Linked DNA regions of Nomascus leucogenys: region 1 is linked to region 2. A link is a contact called in public Hi-C data. All regions are on one chromosome and are shown on one strand. Each heading gives the region's core, a stretch centred on a gene start, on an enhancer-like site or on the middle of the called end of the contact. The rest is flanking DNA. Distances are from core to core; before and after follow the strand shown.

Region 1 (3,410 bases), core at 305-2,804, 250 kb after region 2:
AGTATATCCACACTATGGAATATTATGCAGTGATGAACAAGGATAAGGTAAATGTATAGAAGGCCTGAAGTGATGGCAATAATCTATTACAGCAAAGAAAAAAAAACCCAGGTGGCATGTGACATGATGAAAAAAAAAATTTAAAAACCAACCCAGCTTCTGCGTGTCTGTGTGTGTGTGTGTGTGTGTGTGTGTGTGTGTGTGTGTCTATGGGAAAGGGGTGGTTGGATCCTCACTAGGCTGTACATTTTTCTGAGACAGTGTCTCTCTCTGTTGCCAGGCTGGAGTATAGTGGTACAATCATGGCTCACTGCAGCTTCAACCTCCTAGCCTCAAACGATCTTCCCGCCTTGGCCTCCCAAAGTGCTGGAATTACAGGCATGAGTCACCACACTCAACTACTTTCCTACATCTTAGCATTGTTCTTCCTATAATGAATATGTGATGCTTCTGTAAATTTTAAAAAAGATCTTCACTTATTTTTAAAGAAAGTAATATTGAACAAGTGCTATGCTCACTGTGAGAGGGAAAACAGAAAATACAGACAATTTTAAAGATAAGAATTTAAAAATCACAAGTAATTGTACCCCTCTAAGATGACCACTGCTCATACTTTTCCCCCCTTATAAATATCTGGCTGGTCATGTCCTTCTGACAGACATCTCTCTCACAAAGCTGACTCTCCCGTACCACCTATTAAGACCCTTACCATCCTTATCTTTAATTATATTAACTACTGGGCCTCCTAAACACGGAACATCAAGTGACACCTTAAAAGACAAATGCATGAAGGTAACTGCCACCCCATGCATTCTGAAGGGCTCCTCTAGTACAAAGGAATTATGAAGACTTGGTGAAATCTCTGCCACCCCAAATCTCCTCTAAATCACAACAGATAGCAGGTAGGAGAAAACAATAAATTATTGGAAGTCTAGTTTCTTCTTATGTTGCCCACATTTATGAAACTGCGTTAGAAAGTTCATTAAAGAGAGAGGCTAGAAGTAATTAAGAGATACTCCCCAAAACTCTCTCCCTGATTCCTGTTCAGTGAGGTTAAAAGTTCTCTCTCTCTAGCTCAGAGAAGCAGGGAGCAAAACCCTCAAGTGCTACAAAGCAATCCTAAAAGTACCTAGCATGGAGTCCGTCTTTTTGCTCCTGAAGGAATTCAAACCTTCCCCTCCCCATTGCCAAGTCCCATGTTTCCAAGGAGACCTAAACTCTGAGGGTTCCCATGAGCATCTGCCCAGGGCGCTGGCCGCTGTCTGACTGCGTCATATAAGCTGAGGTCTTCTTTCTTTAGCCTCTCAAGGGAGAAACTGCCTAGACCTGTGGCCCAAGCCCAAAAAGCCAGGCTGGGCCTAGGATTTGAGTCTTGAAAATTTGAGACATCCTCCAGCGTAAGCAAACTCGCCACAGCTGGGAAGGTACACAGGCCAGTCTGGTAGGCACTGGCCAATCCAAACAGAAGCCCTGGAGCATAGGGTATTCCCCTTGCCAACCCAAACCCGAGGCCCTTCCTTCCTCTTGTCTCTAAATAAATACTGCAGTGAAAATTAGCGTGCCCCAGTGCCCCAGGGTCAGAATTTTCAGAGGCAGGCTTGGAGCCAAAGGCCTGCTTCTGGCAGGATGCTGAGCAGGGCAATGAGCCTTGGCTCTCTGGGCCATTCCCTCTTTTATTTACAAGGCCCAGGGGATGGGGCAGAGCTTTCATACTTCACAGGGGAAATGAGTCCTTTTGGCCTTTCCTCTCCTCACCTAGCCTGTGGTTCCTCCTCGGACGAGACCTCAGTGTTTCCTTCCCAATCAACCTCACACAGCCCCTTCAGCCTTGCCCTGACCCATATGCAACACATTAACCAAAGTCTTCAGAAATTACAGGCCAGGAGCAGTGGCTCATGCCTGTAATCCCAGAACTTCGGGAGGCTGAGGAGGGCAGATCTCTTGAGCCTAGGAGTTGGAAACCAGCCTTGGCAACATGGTGAAACCCCATGTCTACAGAAAATACACAAACTAGCCACACTTGTGGTCCCAGCTACTCAGGAGGCTGAGTCAGAGGATCACCTGAGCCCAGGAGGTGGCGGCTGAAGTAAGCTGTGATTGTAGCACTGCACTTTAGCCTGGGAGACAGAGTGAGACCTTGTCTCAAAAAAAAAAAAAAAAAAAAAAAAAGAAAAAAAAAATCACAGGTTTTGAGGGTAGCAGACTACAGTCCTCAGGCTGGCCACCTGGTTCTATAAATAAAGTTTTATTGGAACACAGCCATGCCTATTTGTTTGTGTACTACCTGTGGCTGCTTTGGTATTAGGCGGCAGAGCCGAGCAGCTACAGCAGAGCCTGCATGGCCCAGGACCACAGAAATATTTACTATCTGACCCCAGAGGAATGAGGGCTTGCTAAGGCCTGACAGAGCAGCAAGAGTTCGCTGCCTTTAGTCCCCTCTTTAGCCCTGAGGCTGGCCCCAGCACCTGGCTCACAGTTGCTTCCTGATGACCCCAAACTCTCCCTGCCCACTTGCCCTGCACATTCCCCTCAAACTTGTTTCTTCTTGGGCATTATGTGCTTAAAGTCACCGTCCGTCACTGCTGTTCCCTATGGTGTCTACCACACGCCTCCGCAACAGCAATACATTTATATGCTCACTTCCTAGTGGTTCCCCCACCATGCTGTCAACTCCAGGGTGGCGAGGATCCGTCCGCAGGGACTGCAAAGTGCTAGCATGCAGGGGGCGTCAGTACTGCCTCATCCCTCACCCCTTCTCCTAGTCTCTCTCTCTCCTTTCCTACTGTGAGTCTGTTTCACATGTTTGACCTGAGTTCAATGTAAGTGAAGTGAAACACACCTTGCTTCTTTTGCATTGCTCACACAGTGCCTAGCAAAACACCAGGCACTTAGGAAAGGCAGATCGATTCTATGAACCTCAATACAAACCTTACTTTGTGCACTAGAGAAGAACAAAAGAGGTGACTTGATCTATGTTTGCATGTGCCCTGTCACCAAAGGAGAATACAGTAACACAGGCGGTGTATTACTGCTGTCCCTCAGGACGGCGGTGAGAACGAGAGGAAGCAAGACGGCCTGTGATGAGCAGTGATGGGCACCACCACAAGGCCAGGAGCATTTCCTTTTCCTCTCGGTTCCCCCAAACTTCCTTCAAGGCTGATGCAACTTTGCAGAGCTGAACTCAGTGTTAAAGAAGGGCAGGTCAGCCATGGGTATGGGTGGGCAGAGGGCAAGGAGAGGCCTGCCTGCTGTGCAGGTGGGTGAGGAAAATCCAGGAAGTCACATGTTGACTCCGGTAGTCACGTGTGGGTTACATCCAAGTTGAATCCATTTCCCTCCAACAACTGCTGCCACTGTTGCCTAGTTAGGGGTCATCTGCTACTCCCCTCCCAGCAGGAATGGCTATCATG
Region 2 (3,505 bases), core at 735-3,234:
ACACCCTCACAGGCACACCCAGGATCAATACTTTGTATCCCTCAATCCAATCAAGTTGACACTCAGTATTAACCCTCACACTTGGTAACAGGAGATTTCTGTAGCCAGGAAAGTGAAGAAGTGGGAATGTATCTCTCAGGATGGTCCAGAAGAGACATCAGAGCCTTCCCTCTGGCCTTGCAGGGGCCTATGCAGGTAGCTGCATGGAGCCCTTCTTTGGATCGAGGAGATGATGTCCCCTTCACTGACTTTTGCACTTCCTTGAGTCTGCAGGGGAGTGTCCATCCAGCCTCAGAGTGAGCAGCAGCAGCTGACCAGATTGGAGGACATTTCCAATGTCTTCCCTGGCAGTTGTGATGTGTTGTGCGGTGGCAGCTGAGGATTGCCTGTGTGTAATCTTTGAGGTTCCAAGATGCTTGTTGGAAGTGGAGCCTGGTCAAGCAGCAGAAAGGACAGCTGGATCCATGCTGGGTGGGGTGAGGTGGGGTGCGTGTCAGGGAAGTTGGCTTCAGCTGGAACTGGAGGTTGGCTTCAGCTGGAACTGGAGGTTGGCTCCAGCAAAAGAGGTTGAACATCACTGATTCCTGACCCGCAGCACCCAAATGACCACAAAGAGATGTCATGGGTTTTGCGGAGGCCACAGAGCCAAGAGCTTTAGTGTCTTCAGAAGGATGAAGAAAACTTGAACAACATTTTAAAATAGCTTTATTAAGATATAATTCACATCCCAGAGAGTGCATCCATCTAAAGGGTACAATTCAATGGATTTTAGTGTATTCACAGAGCTGTGCATTCATCACTACAATTAATTATAGAACTTCTTCATTTACTCAAAATACCCCAGCACCCGTTAGCTATCACCCTAATTCCTCTATCTCCCCCAGGCCTAGGCAACCATTAATCTCTTTTTTGTATCCATAGATTTGCCTATCCTAGACATTTCATATAAATGGAATCATGCAATATACGACCCTTCTTTCACTTTGTGTAACGCTGTCAAGGTACATCCATGTGATATCAGTTCCTCATTCTTTTTATGGCCAAATCACATTCCGTTGTATGGATATACTACATTTTATTTATCTGTTCATCAGTTGGTGGACATTTGGGTTGGTTTCCATGTTTTTGGCTGTTAGGAATAATGTCACCATGAACATTCATGTACAAGTTTTTGTACATGAAGAAATGTGTTTTCATTTCTCTTGGGCATATGCCTAGGAGTGGAATTGAGTCACGTGGTAACTTTATAACCATTTGAGGAACTTCCAGACTGTTTTTCAAAGTGGCTACACCATTGTACATCCCCACCAGCAATATACAAGGGTTCCAGTTTCTCCAGATTTTTTCAACATTTTTTTATCATTTGACTTTTTTTTTTTTTTGAGACAGAGTCTCACTCTGTCGCCAGGCTGGAGTGCAGTGGCATGATCTCAGCTCACTCCAACCTCCGCCTCCCGGGTTCAAGCGATTCTCCTGCCTCAGCCTCCCAAGTAGCTGAGACTCCAGGTATATGTCACCATGACCAGCTAATGTTTGTATTTTTAGTAGAGACGGGGTTTCACCATGTTGGGAGAGGGGAGGGGAGCCCGAGGAATGGTCAGAAAAGGAGGAGAAAATCCAGATTGTGCAGGGAGGAGAGAAGTGCCCCAGCAGCTGAAGACGGTGCCAGAGCCAGTGGCTGGGGGGACCTTGTAGAAGAATGGGCCAGACCCGCTGGGGGTCACCTGGTAGCCCAGCGCAGAGAGCTGTGCCCACGGCCTCATGACACCAGGTGGCGCGGTGGACCATTCTAACATCCACCTCTCTTAGCCCTGGTGGTTTCTTTTCATTAACGACGAATGAGCTGGGGACCTCGTCAAGCCCCTGTTCAACCGATGGAACCTCTGAGAGGGGCTGTGACCTTCCTGAAAGCATTACAGGGGCATTGTGGCAAAGGTGGGGCTGCCTCCTTGACTCCTGGCTCCTATCCCAGTATCTCTCTCCAGTCACCCCTTACCTACCCCAAAGGGATCTAGAAAAGTGGCTGGCGGAATACCCAGTCAGAAGGCAGCCTGGAAGGATGTGAGGTCCACCAAGCCCATCCAGGTCCCCAGCACCACCCGCTTTTCAGTGTTGCCTGCGGTGAGATCACCTTCCTTGGCTTTCCCATCGATTCTCTGCTCCCAGTTTCCCACTCCCCATTCTCTTTCCACTCACAGCCACATGATTTTCAGTTTAAGCCGAATTGAATCACTCCCCGCACCCCCCACCCCATAACATCCCTCAGGGGCTCCAAATTGCTCCTTACCCCCACATTCATCTCCCTCATCGCAGCCACACCCTGAGCCTACGCTCACTTTGTGATTTGGTTGTTAAAGCATGTCCTGCTTTAACAACCCTTCTCGAAAGCTGCTGGTTTTGCCTAGAATGCTCCTCTTGCCCTCCTCCCGGCCCCCTAATTAGCATTTTGGTCTCAGTTTAGACTTATCTGGTTTCCCTGGTGTGCTCCTCTGGTGTACCTCCCCTTTGCTTTGACACTGCCTTTGTCATGTGACTTGTTTAGCATCTTTTCCCTCTAGACTGAAGCTCCAGAACAGTAAGCAGGATCCATGTTAGGCGCAGCCTGTCATCTGCGCCCTGCCATGGCTTTCTGCAGGCCATGGGAACTAAAGGTGGCGGTGCTGGCGGGGCAGGATAGGAGCTGGCGCCAGGAGCCACAGGGCAGTATTTCGAGGACAGCCCTGCTGGGTACTAAGATACAGCCAAGAGTGTCTGGAATGATGGGTAGAGCATCAACTGGTTTCAGAGTTTGAACAAATGGTGTTCAGAACAGCATGATCTGCCCGAATGGTCAGCCAGAGTGCCAGGACTGAGTGTCCTACAGAAGGACCCACTCTGTCACTCTCACTTCCATATTCCAGAACCGGGGGTATTTTAGTGTGTGGGAAAATAAAGCAATCGAGTTTGATTTCAGTCCCAAGTGTTGGAAAATGTGTGGGTGCATCTGCAGTAGATAGGTCTCAGCAGGGCCTTTGTTCCAACCCAGTCAGAACTCAGCCAGAACTGGGGTCAGTAGATCCTTGAGCCAGTCAATGACAGCATGGAGGCACCCATAAAGCCGAGGGGTGACAAGCACCCAGCCATGCCATTCCTGTGGATACGAGGGTTGTTGGCCCATAGGACAAACTCTTCAAAACATTTCCCTCTCCCTTCCCTCTTGCAGCAAGTTGCATCAGTGGGTGGTAATAGAGGTCCTGATCCTGAATTTCCCCAGTGCATGGGTGGGACAGCTGAGGGACTCCATGAATGCAAGTTTGTTACACAAAGGAAGTCACCTATCTCTTTATGTACATAGAGACTTCCAGAAGGCTAAAGAAATAAAAAATGATCTAAATGAGATTTTCTCCTTTCTATTTCATATTTCAATGTTACAAATATATAAAATCTTTTTTGAGGGGGAGTATTCAAACTTGGACAATAAAAATAAGGCAGTCCAGGGATTGGGCGTGGTGGCTTACACCTGTAA

What was found. A called contact is a pair of places that touch in the nucleus more often than the background predicts.
Region 1: a Hi-C map of a lymphoblastoid cell line shows a contact between it and region 2, with 8 times the contacts expected there. The contact joins two enhancer-like sites. A contact is called at or near these places in 3 of 4 Hi-C or Micro-C datasets (a lymphoblastoid cell line and an unstated tissue).

The regions. Positions count from the first base shown.
Region 1 is chr14:70,041,662-70,045,071 of Asia_NLE_v1, forward strand. The region is part of intron 12 of POLR1A (DNA-directed RNA polymerase I subunit RPA1); the gene reads right to left. Among named protein-coding and RNA genes, the nearest start is that of POLR1A, 34 kb to the right of the region's middle. Within about 2 kb of position 1,555, the one cell type or tissue checked has an H3K27ac peak away from gene starts, as active enhancers do. A contact at or near this core is called in a lymphoblastoid cell line, where this site is marked.
Region 2 is chr14:69,789,082-69,792,586 of Asia_NLE_v1, forward strand. No RefSeq gene overlaps it. Among named protein-coding and RNA genes, the nearest start is that of ST3GAL5, 64 kb to the right of the region's middle. Within about 2 kb of position 1,985, the one cell type or tissue checked has an H3K27ac peak away from gene starts, as active enhancers do. A contact at or near this core is called in a lymphoblastoid cell line, where this site is marked.